Regions from separate parts of the Lactuca sativa genome. Here region 2 is linked to region 1. Evidence: chromatin contacts called from public Hi-C data. All regions are on one chromosome and are shown on one strand. Each heading gives the region's core, a stretch centred on a gene start, on an enhancer-like site or on the middle of the called end of the contact. The rest is flanking DNA. Distances are from core to core; before and after follow the strand shown. Region 1 holds the start of LOC111885112 (leucine-rich repeat receptor-like serine/threonine-protein kinase BAM1). Region 2 holds the start of LOC111885117.

Region 1 (6,986 bases), core at 1,407-3,906:
AATCGGCCACATGGGCTTCAAAATTGGAATCCAAAAGTATATTGTTTGATTTGACATCACGATGGAGGATTAATGGTGAGCAATCATGGTGGAGATAGCAAAGACCCTTTGCAGCTTCAATAGCGATTTTATATCTTGTGTCCCAAAGCAAATGTCCCCCTTTCTTCCCATGAAGCATTTCACCCAAACTCCCATTTGGCATATACTCATACACTAACAAATTAGTTTCATGGTTGGAGCAAAACCCTAATAATCTCACGATATGTCGATGTCTGATTCTTCCTAGGGTTTGAATCTCGGCATTGAATCCATGGTCGTGAGAAGAACCACGGCTCATGGCTGGCAATCTTTTCACTGCAACAAGCTCATTGTTGGGCATGGCGCCTTTGTAAACAATCCCGGCTCCTCCTTTTCCGATGATGTTATCTTCCTTTAAAGAATCGAGAACATCATCGCAAGTGAAATCCAGGCGTTGGAAAGCAGTAAGCTTCCATGATCGAGCTTTGCACGCTTTCTTGATAGATCGAGCTTTGATGATTGCTGCAATGGCGAAGGCGATGGAACAGAAGAGTAGGCCAAGAACGAGAAGAAGTTTTACAGAGGCGGAGAGTGATGTTTTTGAATGTGGTTGATGGGTGGCGTTTGCGATTCCTTCTTTACAAGGTCCTAAATATGGTCCACAGAGATCGGCGTTCCCCAAAAATGAAGTGTAATTGAAGTAACTGAACTGACCGGTGCCGGGGACAAGACCGGAGAGATTGTTGTAGGAGAAATCGACGGACGTTAAGCTTTGCATTGACGCAACGGATGTTGGAATGCTTCCGATTAGATGATTACGAGAGACGTTCAAGTAGTTTAGAATGTGCATGCCTGTGATTTCGGTTGGGATTTCGCCGGAGAGCTGGTTACGGCTGAGATCGACATATGTTAAAAGTTTACACTGGCTGATTTCAGGAGCGATTTCGCCGGATAAACTGTTGTGGCTGAAATCGATCTTGGATAGTTGCTGTAGTTTGCCTATTTCGCCGGGAATGTTGCCGGTAAACTTGTTACCATCGAGTAAAAGCTTCTGCACACCGGAAAATTGGCTAATGGTGGCCGGCAGTGGACCGGTTAAGCGATTGTTGGACAAACTGACCTGACCGAGATTCGCTGAAACAGAATCGGTCACCGGGAATTCACCGGAGAGAAGGTTGTTCTGAAGTTCAACCTGAGAGAGATGAGGCAAACTAAAAAGCCCTTTTGGAATTGAACCATTGAGGAAATTTTCTCCCATTCGGATTCGATTCAAAGATTGGCATTCACCAAGAGACTCAGGAATCGGACCAAATAAAAAGTTTCCCAAAGTGATTATCGTTTCGAGTTTGTTTCCATTGCATAGATTGGGAGGAAGTGAACCTGTTAATTTGTTGGAAGACAGATCAAGGATCTGTAGCTTTCCGTTCTTGCCGAGGCCTTGAGGAATACTTCCGGTGAAGTTGTTTTCCCAGAGCTGTAACACCTCCAACTCCGGCAGTTCCCCGATGAAATCAGGAATCGATCCGTGGAGTTTGTTTCGGAACAGATTTAGTAAGGTGAGATTGTTAAGGTCTGCAAAAGAGGGGGGGATTTCTCCGGAGAATATATTGTTCGACAAATCCATGGATTTCAAACTCTTTAAGCTTCCAAGCTCCTTCGTTAGAGATCCAGAGAGTCCGTTCACTTGCAAGAACAACGTGTCAAGGTTTTGAAGCTTCCCGATTTCCGGAGGAACTTCACCGGAGAGACCACAGTTGGCAGCGTCGAGGCGAATGAGGCTTGATAAATTACCGATTTCTGGAGGAATACCACCGGTGTAACCATTGTAGTACCCAAGGTAGAGCTGTTGGAGGTTTGTTAAGTTTCCGATTTCGGGAGGGATAGAGCCTGTGAGTTCGTTCCCAGAAACAGCCAAGTATTCAAGAAAAGGAAGCCGTCCGTACTCCGGCGGAATAACGCCAGAGAAGTAGTTTCCACCGAGATGGAGGTGTCGGAGGTTCGTCATTTCGGAGACGGCGAGTGGCAGGTCGCCGGTCATGTTGTTGTTGTAAAGGTCAAGCACTTGCAGAGACTTAAGCCCAGAAAGTTCCGGTGGGAATGTCTCATTAATAATATTATTGGAGAGATTGAGGAGGCGGAGGCCAGAAATGGAAGCGATCTCCGGTGGAATAGGGCCACCAATGTTGTTGGCGGCGATGGTGAAATTAACGAGGCTGCGGAGGTGACCAATGTCGGAAGAGAGAGTGCCGGTGAGATTGCGGCCGGAGATGTCGAGATCGATAACATGGCGTCTAGAATCGCAGGTGACACCGGACCAAGTACAGTGGCTGGTAGAAAGGTCCCAGGTGGAAAGGGAGGACTGTGGGTCGTCGGAGATGGCGGATTTGAGGGAAATGAGTGCTTGGTATTCCGGTAATCGGCCTGATTTGGCAGCGAATGAGTTGGGAATGCACTGTAACAGCAGTAGGAGGAAGAGGAACCTCATCTTGTGGTCAATTTCTCTCACACACACATACACACACTGGTTATTTCAGAGAAAGAGATGGGGAAGAAGAAGAAGAAGAAGGGTGGGTGAAGAATTAGGAAAGGAGTAGAAAGAGAGTGATATCATAGTGTGTGATCTGGAGGAAAATCGTTATAACTTTTATACTCATTTTTTTTCTAAATTAATGGGCTTGAATTATTTTGGGTTTTAAAACAAAAGTAATATAAATAAAGTTTTTTTTTTAATTCTTATTTTATATTTTTACAACTAATATGTAGAATAAAATCTAAATATGTAATATGCAACTTTACTACCGTATTTTGTTGTATTGGTATGTATTTCATGTACCTTGACGATTAGTTTAATACTTTAATCTATAAATTAAATTAGATGTTGTATATTTTTAAAAAACAAAATATAAGGAAACTTTTATTTATATTTTTGTAAACTTGTATAAAACCTATATTATATACCTAAATAGTTAATATAGTCATAATTAATCTATTTAAAATTAAGAATATTCTTTTAAAATTAGATTATAATTAAATTACTAAAATACTCATTTACAATTATTACTATGTCGATCTCCTTATTCAAGATATGGTTATTTACTATTCTTTACCTCTCATGTTATGCATAATCGATTAGCACAAATTTGTTATTACATTCTGAATAGATTAGTAAACATCATATTTTATCTCCTTAATTCGATTTAGGAGAAATGCAATTTTATCATCTAAAAAATTTATGTATGAAATGAATTTGTAATCGGTGGTTATGAAATTTGGATTTGCATCTAGAAACGGGTAAGTTCAATCGACCATAACTATATTATTGCTCGACATCTTAGAAGTAACTACCAATCTCGACAATAAATGTTGGTTGATGAATATGTATGGATTGATGGCAGCACCATGTTGGATTTTGAATTTGGGACCCAAATTATGTTCAATCAGTCGATATTATTGGGTAAGTTCATTAAGATATCGACCCTAACTCAATTATCGATCCGCTACATCTAGATCTATATCAATATTGTAACGTCCCATTTTCACAACCAATATTTTTTATTTTATTAAAGTAAAATTTCCCAATTATAAATTCATTATTAAGAAAACCGTTTATTCCAAAATACTTTTATTGAAAATCAGAATAGTATAAGAAACGTTGAATCCTCAATGATGTTGATAAGTAACTAGATGTGAAATAGCCACTCGAACAGATGATTCTACTCTAGAGCCACAACCAAAAAAGAAACATGCAAGAAATCCTAGATCAAGAGTTCTTAGGATATCTTACATGACTACATACAACCCTTATGGCAGTCTACTAGATGATTACCAATCTACTAGCACTTTAACCAACATACTTGTTGAATCATAAAAGTGACCCTCTTGAACTTCAGCTACCGTAGCCGTCAAGCACCCACAGTGAAGTTTCTTCATCAGCAACCGCAACCGCAGTCTCTTTACTAGATTACTTTATTTGTCTTTATTGTAATTCTCTCTATTGTCCGTTATGTCTTGCATGGCTACTCTTAGAGATGTAATCTAGTATACTTCACGAGTCTCTATAAATAGAGCTCATTCTCTTGTATTCAAATATCTATCTTATGCATCTAATTCTGAATTGCAATCTCTTAAGTTATCTTTTCTATCTCTCTTACTCACTCTTCTTACTCTCATAATCGACTACAATCACTCTTCAGAGCAAGTCTTTTGCGACTTAATCACTAAGTTTGATCTCACTTATTAACTTAGCTTGAATGCATTCCTTGTTATGAATCAGCTTAAGTGTATACTTAATATAACAATTGTTGTCATTTCCATTTCTTTACTTTTCCGCAACTAACTCTCTAACATCTAACTCTAAATACTACTGTTGAGCTTTTAGATCCTTCGAGATTAACTATTTCACAATATACTTGTTCTAACGTTTGTTCAAGTGTGTCTCAAAGTTTTTCTCTCAACAATTGGTATCAGAGTCATAGTAGTTGCTTTTTGAAAATCGGAACTCTGGTTTTTCAGAGAGCCTTCTATACCACTTAAGCTCATTTCTTAAACAAAAAAAACTTCAAAAAAAAATATGGCACAATCGTTATCTCTGAATGTTTCCAACAGTGTTGGTGGTTCTAATCGAGCCTCAATACTGGTTGCAAATGAATATCATCACTGGTTACAAAGAATGGAAACATACTTAAGGAGACTTGGTAGAGACGTATGGAGATCCGTTGAAGAAGGACCACATGTCCCTGTCCTTACACCAGTCCAAACTGACGGAGCTACAACCAGACTAGGAAGAGGTCAACCAGCTATGAACCGTCCCACCAAGGATGATCTCGATAAAATGGAAAATGATGTTGTTGCTTTTTATGAAATCTCCTGTGGAGTTGCTCCTGATAACTTCGATATCATCATAAATTGCAAATCAACAAAAGAGATATGGGATGTTCTCAAGAATCTGTACGAAGGCTCAGAACAAGCACAAGACAAGAAGCTTACAACTGCACTCAATGAGTTCAACAACTTCAAAGCTCATACTGGCGAAAGTTAGGAAGACTCCTTCAAAAGGTTCAACCTGATTATCACCAAGTTATCCAATGCGGGCACCATCCGCAGTAACCATGAAACAAATCTTCAGTTTCTTAATGATTTGGGAAGACATTGGACTACGGCTAAAATGATAGTCCAAGGCGATGGAAATATTCATTCCTTGTCACTCTATAAACTCTATGGAGAACTGCAAGCACAGGAATCCACCGTACTCAAAGACTGTGCTGACTTCAGAGGACCTCTTGCTCTCATAGCACAAACTCCACATAACCAATCTTACTATCCCCCGTATGACACTTCACTGCAGTCATACGAAGCTGATTCAGAGTATGATGATGATGAAGAATTTCAAAAGGTAATTGCACTCATTAGCAAACAATTCAACCGACTACTACCTCACTCTTTTCGCAAAAATCAACAATTCAACAAACAACCCTTCAATCGTAACTTCAACCCACAAAACAATCACTCACATTATCCTAAAAGTTCTCATCCACCACCGCAACCTCACAATTCTCAACCAAAGGAAGCACCACAGTCAACTCAAACCACTGACTTCGGTACTCCCTCAGAAGACAAGACTGATGTTGTAGTTTGCCACAAATGCAATAAAGAGAATCACTTTGCAAGAGATTGTAAGGCCAATGTAGTAAAATTCAGAGCATTCTACCTTAGAATGACTCAAGAGTTGGAAGAAAAGGAAAAATCAAGGGCATACGTAGCCCATGTCAAAATAGACCATCAAGTTTGGTCATCCAGAGACGAAGATGAAGCCATCAACAGTATCAATGGAAAAGGGAAGATCTGCATGTTGGCGACTGCGGATGATGATGGGTCTACAAAAATGGACAAAAACTACTGCTATATGGCAAAGGATGGAACTCTAAGCATCGTCGAACAGGTAAAACTCATGATCCAACCTCTAAATTATAACATGCATGACTGTCAACCTTACATAGATGATCTTAATGACACATGTGTTGCCGTCCTTACAGACTATAACAAAGCCTTAGATGAGAAGAACATTGCGTCCAGGAGATGTTCCATGTGAGAGGACGACTGGATAACAAAAGACTTAAAATGGCTATGTTAGAAAGAGATTTAGAGTTAGAAAAAGATGCAAGAATGTTGAGTGAAACCCAATTAGAGATAGCTTTGAACCAGAGAGATTTAGCTCAGAGTGAAATTGTACGCTTAAATCTTTTAATCGAAAAATTGTTCAATGAAAGTGAAGCTATTGAAAATTTGGTAAATAATGGAACCGTGGACAACACATACAATTGGGGTTGGTCAAATGGATATCCTACCGCAATGGATTCCTCACCCCGGTTCAATAAAGACAGACTATATGTCCCTCCAGACCAAGAATTTCATTTCCGATTCAATGACAAGACCTTTCCCGAAGATATCAAAACTCACTTCGATAGACTGCATAATCTAAGTAACAATTGTGTCATTGAGGAAATTGTGCCTGAGGTTTTGGGTCACACATGTGATCAAATTCCTATCTGTGGCACTACCTTCCCAAATTCTCAAAACTTATCCGTAGTTGATGAAGAAATTGTCATTGAGGACACTGAAGTCTCGAAAGACTTTCCATCCCTGTCCTAAGACCGCAGTGTTCCTCACTGTAGTCAAAAGTCCCACAAAAGTCCCATTGAAGTCCCCACTAAGACTTACTCTACGGTAGTCAAGTCATCCCTACCGTAGTCTTCGAACAAAAGTTTTGCCACTCTTCAAACAATTCGTCATGAATTACCCATAGAAAATTTTGAAGTAGGATAATGTTGTCCTCAAGTTCTGATGAATCAAGCCCACGTTTTCACAAAATTTCAAAGGATTCTAGGAAACCGCAGTTGAACAACAGAGATTGCGGTTCACCAAAATCCTTAGCTAAAAAGGATTTCAAAGAAGAAATTCGCTCCCGAGGC
Region 2 (6,670 bases), core at 682-3,181, 290 kb before region 1:
TTTCTTTTTCGACATCGGACGACATTGTAATGAAAACACAGAAAACCGACTCTTCGGAATGCCAACATCTGCATTTCTTTCGGGACGATTAAATTTGGTTTGTATACCATCAAGATACATGGAGCAGAATGTCAACGCTTCATCTGCAACATAACCTTCTGCTATTGAACCTTCAGGTCTTGCTTTGTTTCTTACATAAGCTTTTAACTTTTTCATGTATCTTTCAAAAGGATACATCCATCTCATATGTACAGGCCCTCCAAGAATATCTTCTTCAGGTAAATGTAGAACTACATGAACCATTATATCAAAAAATGTTGGAGGATATATCAACTCCAAATTGCATAAGATCTTTATCAATTCATTATGTGCTTTATACATGTCTTTCACATCCAATGTCTGTGCACAATTTTTTTTAAAGAATGTGTAAAGGTCAATGATTGTTGTTGAAACATTCGTAGGCAAACCAGCTCGAACCCCTATTGGTTAAAGTTGTTGCATGAGGATGTGATAATCATGAGACTTTAACCCAATTATATTTGAATCATTAGGAAGCACCTTGTTCTTAAAGTTTCATCCAAAACCATCGGGTAGTTTAACTCCTTTAATGAACTGACAGAAACATTCTCGATCAATTCGTTTGAAAGAGTAATCTGGATGTGGTTGCATGATCTTGTTGTTATTCTTTTGTAGCCATAAATTGTCTCGAATACCCCAATTTTCCAAATCTTCTCTTGCTTTTTGTGTGTCTTTTGAGTTTTCATTCTTCAACAAAGTACCCACAAAACTCTTAGACACATTTGTCTGCACGTGCATAACATCTAGATTGTGTTTTAGTTCTAAAGAAGACCAATAACTAATCTCAAAGAAGATACTCCTTTTGGTCCAGTTTAACTCTGACTCTGTACGCTTTCTTTTCACACCCCCACCATAACTAGGATGTTTCCCTGGAATACGATCCGGGAGACAGTCTAGTTGCTTTAATATTGCTGCATTACTGAATCGCCGGGGAGGCTTTCTCGACTCTTTTTTTCCATTAAACAACAAACTCTCCCTCCATTCGTGCTTGCTATGCAAGAATCTTCTATGACCAACATAAGCTATCTTGTTGGTTATACGACATGAAGGTGTGTCTTTATTGCAGGTAGAATAAGCTTTATAACCTTGACCACTCCATCCAGAAAAACTGCTATGAGCAGGATAATCGTTGATAGTCCATAATAGTGTTGCATGCATCGTAAATATAGTGTTGGTTGCTGCATCTCTCATTTGCACTCCTTCGTCCCACAACATTTTCAACTCGTCTACCAAAGGCCTCAAGAAAACATCAATGTCCTTCGCAGGTGATTTAGAGCCAGGAATTAGCAAAATCAACATGAAAGAAGACTCTTTCATACATAACCATGGTGGGGTATTGTATGTTGTCAATATTAGCGGCTACATACTATACGACTGATTCATGTTGCAAAATGGATTAAAGCCATCAGCAGCCAAACCCAAGCGAACGTTCCTAGGTTCATTGGCGAACTTAGGATAACGCTTATCAAATTCTTGCCATGCCTTCCCATCAACAGGATGATACATCTTACCATCATTTGACCGCCCTGTATGATGCCAAATCATGTCTTTTGCCGTGAATCTAGAACTATACCTTTGAGAAGCCTGGGAGTCAAAGGAAAATAACGCAACAATTTTTGTGCCACTTTCTTCCCCTTTGTGTTTTTGTCAACCGATATGCTCTCGTTACAAATAGGACAGTTCTGCATCGACTCGTTCTCCTTCCAAAACAAAGCACAATCATTAACACAAGCATGTATAGATTGATATCCTAACCCAATTTTTTCCAGCTTCTTCTTAGCTTCATAGTGTGAAGCTGGAATCGTATTTTCTTTTGGGAACGCAACTCTTAAAAACTCTAAAAGTTGGTCCATCGAACTGTCTGTCTATTTATTGATGGCTTTCATGTGCATCAGTTTTGCTACAAAGTTTAGGGAAGACATCCAGCTACAACCAGGGTATAACTTTGTATTGGCCTCTTTAAACAATGCATCAAATTCCGGGTCTAAACCAATTCCTTCTCCATCAATATTTCCTTCATAAGTATTTTCCTCTTCCATAACATCATCTATTGCATCAAACATTTCATTTGTTGTTGTTGTAGTATGGTTTTTAGGAAACCAAATGTTGTCTAAATCTGAAGAAGGATACTCCTCCCCGTGATGAATCCATATACGATATGATTGAAGAAATCCACGGTCATGTATGTGGGCATAAACTGTAGTCACAATTTGTCGATACATATTCGCACAATCTCTACACGGGCAACATGTTTTTCCTTCACCATCGACATGGTTCTTTGCAATCTCTATAAAGTTTGTAAGACCTTTTAAGAATTCTGGAGAGCTCCGATTTGGCAGTGTAATCCAACTCTTATCAATTGTCATAACTGTTTGATTATCAAGAATTAGATTGTATGTATTGTAAATATAAAGCTAATTTGTTTTTATTTAGGATTTCTTTTTCATATTCTTCATATTATACCATCTTACTTGTATTGCTTTATTATTTTTTATAGCATTCTACTTATACTTGTATTGCTTTATTTATTTTTTTATTTTTTTATCAAATTTATTATTGTTAATTCATATCCATTTTCTTTTTTAAAAAACATATTTTTGATATATAATTGATGAAATGAATTTGTCATTTGGATTCGTTTTAAACTTTTAATGACTAATATAGAGATATTATATTTTCTTTATGAAATATATTTTAATGCATTTTTTAGATTCTTATCAAACAGATTTGTAGAATATTTGTTGTGATACTTTTTTATTTTAAATTAAATTTCTGGTTTTTTAATATTGCCTCGTTATAAAAGCTTGTTGTTGTTGTTTTGGACTTTTCTATAAATCTAAATACTTATTTTGATCTTCAAGGTATTTTATTTTCTTCAGATCAAAACTCACCTTAAAAACTATTATTATTTTGAATTAATTAAAATAAATAATATAATAAATATCTTGGATCTTATATTAGAAGTGAGTACAATATTTTTTTTAATGTTTCACAAAACATGTAGTTTAAAAAATATGAATTAACATACTTTGTGTGTTTAATTCATGTTAAGTTATATATCATACTTTGATAAAACTAGCAGTTATAGCAAGAAATAGCATTGCACTTTGATAAACTATTGTAAATGAAGACTATTATTATTAATGTATCACTTTTACTTCTTCTCAAACAGTAAGGGATTATATCATCATCACATACCTGGTATTGTCCTTGAATTTGACTTTGACTTTGAATTTGACTAGTCCTTAGTCAGCTGTCCAACTCAGCTCAACAACTTCTCTTTCCTAGATGTCAAAAACATGATATGTTAAGTATCATGACTTATAAAGATTAGAGACCTAGTGTGTTAAGTATCATGTCTGATTATGAAGTATCAATTCCAACAATATATAAAGCATCATTTAGACATTTACAAGAACATCCAAACACCATAAGGATATTTCATATGCATAATGATGTATATGATAAAGCATAAAAAGAGTAGAGAAGAACAAAAGAAAGAAGAAAACTACCTGATATTTCCAAACACTGCAACTAGATTTGTTGTTGTTGTACCTGTTCAGACTGCCCTAATTGCTGCTTCCACTGCCCGAGATTCACCAAACACACTAATTAATGCATTGCATATGATATATATGCATTGCATATACATAAGCATAAACATATATAAACAAATCATTCTTTCTGAATTCTGACCCAAGCATTCCTCTCAAATCCATTATAGGCATTATGGGTCAACTTTCTTTATTCAAGTGGGACTTTTTTTTACAGGATTGCTTTTACTCAAGGGTAAATTAGACAATGCAAACCCCAAACACAAGGTATACTATCCAAAATTATAATTGGTCCTTGGTTTGATCTTTATGGTCTTAGTATCTTTCACGTGATCATTTTCTTTGAAGACTTCAAACCAAAATTACCAAAATACCAGCTGGTCATTATAACAAATTATTGATTATTCTAATCTGAGTTTTTTTTTGAAAAAAAAAAACAGAGCTGTAACCTTGGAGGTGCCACAGAGGACACCAAAAACTGCTAGGTAGCTCAAAACTTCTGGGGTAGAACCGGAAAATTCTTCTACTCAAAAGTTTCTGAACATCGGTCACCTCGTACTCCAACATCCAAGGTATCATATTCATATAATACTAATAAAAACATTTTGTTTTTGGCTTTCGAGTGTCATAGGGGTCTAATAGTCTTTTTTATCTTTTGTAAAATCACAGAAACAGCGTCCTGGCAGAGTGGCTGAACTTGAAACCCAGTTCTCTTATCTTCAAGAAGAACTTAAGAAAGCCAAGGATCAATTAAGTCAATCGGACGAAAGTAAGAAACGTGCCAACGAGCATGCTGACGTGGCCAAGAAAGAGCTTGCTGACATATTAGAAAAGCTTCAAGATTCACAACAACGAGGATACCACTTTACAAATTCGAAGTGCTTATGAGCTTGTGGAACAATCAAAATTTGAGTCATCTGAAAAAGTTCAAATACTGGAGGTAAATTTGGAGAAATCGAAAGCAAAATTGGAAGATTTGAAGGCAAAATTGATTGAAAAAGAAGAAAAACTGCAAAATGTATCAGAATAAAATAAGAACTTGAACGAGAAGCTTAAACTAACAACAGATGAAAATAAAAACACTGAAGATGACAATGTCGATGTTGTGGAATTAAAAAGATTGGAGGCTAATTTGGTACATCCAACACATCTTCTATTCCATCAGATCTGCACTTATTTCTTGACTTCACTTTACTGTCTATATTTCGAGTATTTATGTACATCCAACACATCAGATCTGTCCTTCAGGCTTCAACACATGAAACTAAGTTTCCATATTTAGTAAACCTGTCTTGCTTATCTTTACCATTTTTGATCTAAAAAACTAATGTATGTCGAACTTTAAGCATAAAACTACTACTAACATTTGTGGGTTATTCATTCTTGTCTACGATTGAAGGTCAAAATACTCTGACACTTGCACCATGATCAACTAAGAGATGTTTTCCATGTCTCTGAAAGAGTCAGAAAGCCTGTGAGTTTCTCTATAAGTTTCTTGTCTCCATATACACATCAAACCAATAGTTTCATTGGAAAACTAAGAAATGATTATATGTTCATTTCACAGGTTGCTATAGCTCGGCAATTCCATTTCAACAACACAACACCAGATATATCTAGACTAGAAATGTTGTGCACATCAACACCATTACCTACTAAACACCGGCCTTTTGTGAGGTTATTATCTCGATTACCTTTTTTTTCCTCTCTTCTTTTCTTGAATTATGATTTGATTTTGAATCTATTACATCAAAGGAGATGGAAAAGGCAAAGTTTTGACACTACCCAACACCCCAAAATCACCTAGGCATGAAACCCAAAACTTTTTTTATTTCCAAACATGGGGAAAATTAAATTAAAAAAAACTATAATTTTAATGAATATCAGGGATGATATAAAGCAAGAGGAAGTTCTACAACTCGCAAGCAAAAATGGAGAAACAGTGCAACTTAAATGGCCAAACAACTTCTCAAAACTAGATCAACAATTACTAGATTTGAATCTAAAACTGAGACTTTAAAAGGGAATTTGCCCTTTATTACTATTGGATTGGGAAGAACTATTATTACTAGCAATTATAACAAATAAAGACCATTATTATTAGTGTATCACTTGTACTTCTTCTCAAACATTAAGGGATTATATCATCATCACATACCTGATATTGTCCTTTAATTTTACTTTAACTTTGAATCTGATTAGTCCTTAGTCAGCTGTCCAACTCAGCTCAACAACTTCTCTTTCCTAGATGTCAAAAACATGATATGTTAAGTATCATGACTTATAAAGATTAGAGACCTAGTGTGTTAAGTATCATGTCTGATTAAGAAGTATCAATTCCAACAATATATAAAGCATCATTTAGACATTTACAAGAACATCCAAACACCATAAGGATATTTCATATGCATAATGATATACATGATAAAGCACAAAAAGAGTAGAGAACAAAAGCAACAAGAAAACTACCCGAGCATTTCCAATGCTATTGATGGGTTCCAAAAGCTGCAACTGGAGTTGTTGCTGTTGTTGTACCTGTTCTGCCCTAATTGCTGCTGCCCTAATTATTGACCATTATAACAAATGAAATACAATAAGAAATTCTTCCTTAATAGACAATTTTTCATAATCATAACTGTGAATATATTACTTGACTTGATGTTTATATGTTAAAGTCTATATCAATTAATAATCAGCTTTTTCATCACTTTCAATAGGTCAATAAGCATATATCGGTGCTGCAAACATATCTGGGTGATAAAAATATCTTTAATCGCAGAAGCAAAATCCACAGAGAAATCAATACCCCAGACTTGAATAATGAATAACTAGAAGGAAAATCAACAGAAAAATCATTGATGTGGTTACAGTTTATCAGTATTGCATCTTCAAAATGAGAAGCTGTGAAAGAAAATCACGATTCTAGTTTCAAACAGAGAATTACTAACCTAGGTCGCCGGAGTGGGGCTTGTATTCGCTAGAACTTGTAACCGGAGGGGAAAAAGAAGCCACTAGTTAGAATCATCGGAGTTGAAGCT

What was found. Hi-C and Micro-C count contacts between places; a contact is called where the count stands out from the background.
Region 2: a contact with region 1 is called in a Hi-C map of leaf, with 5 times the contacts expected there. The contact joins the promoter of LOC111885117 here to the promoter of LOC111885112 in region 1. A contact is called at or near these places in 2 of 4 Hi-C or Micro-C datasets (leaf and seed).

Annotation. Positions count from the first base shown.
Region 1 is chr3:128,439,206-128,446,191 of Lsat_Salinas_v11, reverse strand. LOC111885112 (leucine-rich repeat receptor-like serine/threonine-protein kinase BAM1) reads right to left here and starts at 2,656. Exons shown (of 2, transcript XM_023881400.3): 1 at 1-2,656. The coding sequence starts at 2,503.
Region 2 is chr3:128,732,624-128,739,293 of Lsat_Salinas_v11, reverse strand. LOC111885117 reads right to left here and starts at 1,931. Exons shown (of 6, transcript XM_052769818.1): 1 at 1,652-1,931; 2 at 1,446-1,604; 3 at 585-1,388; 4 at 1-479. The coding sequence starts at 1,931.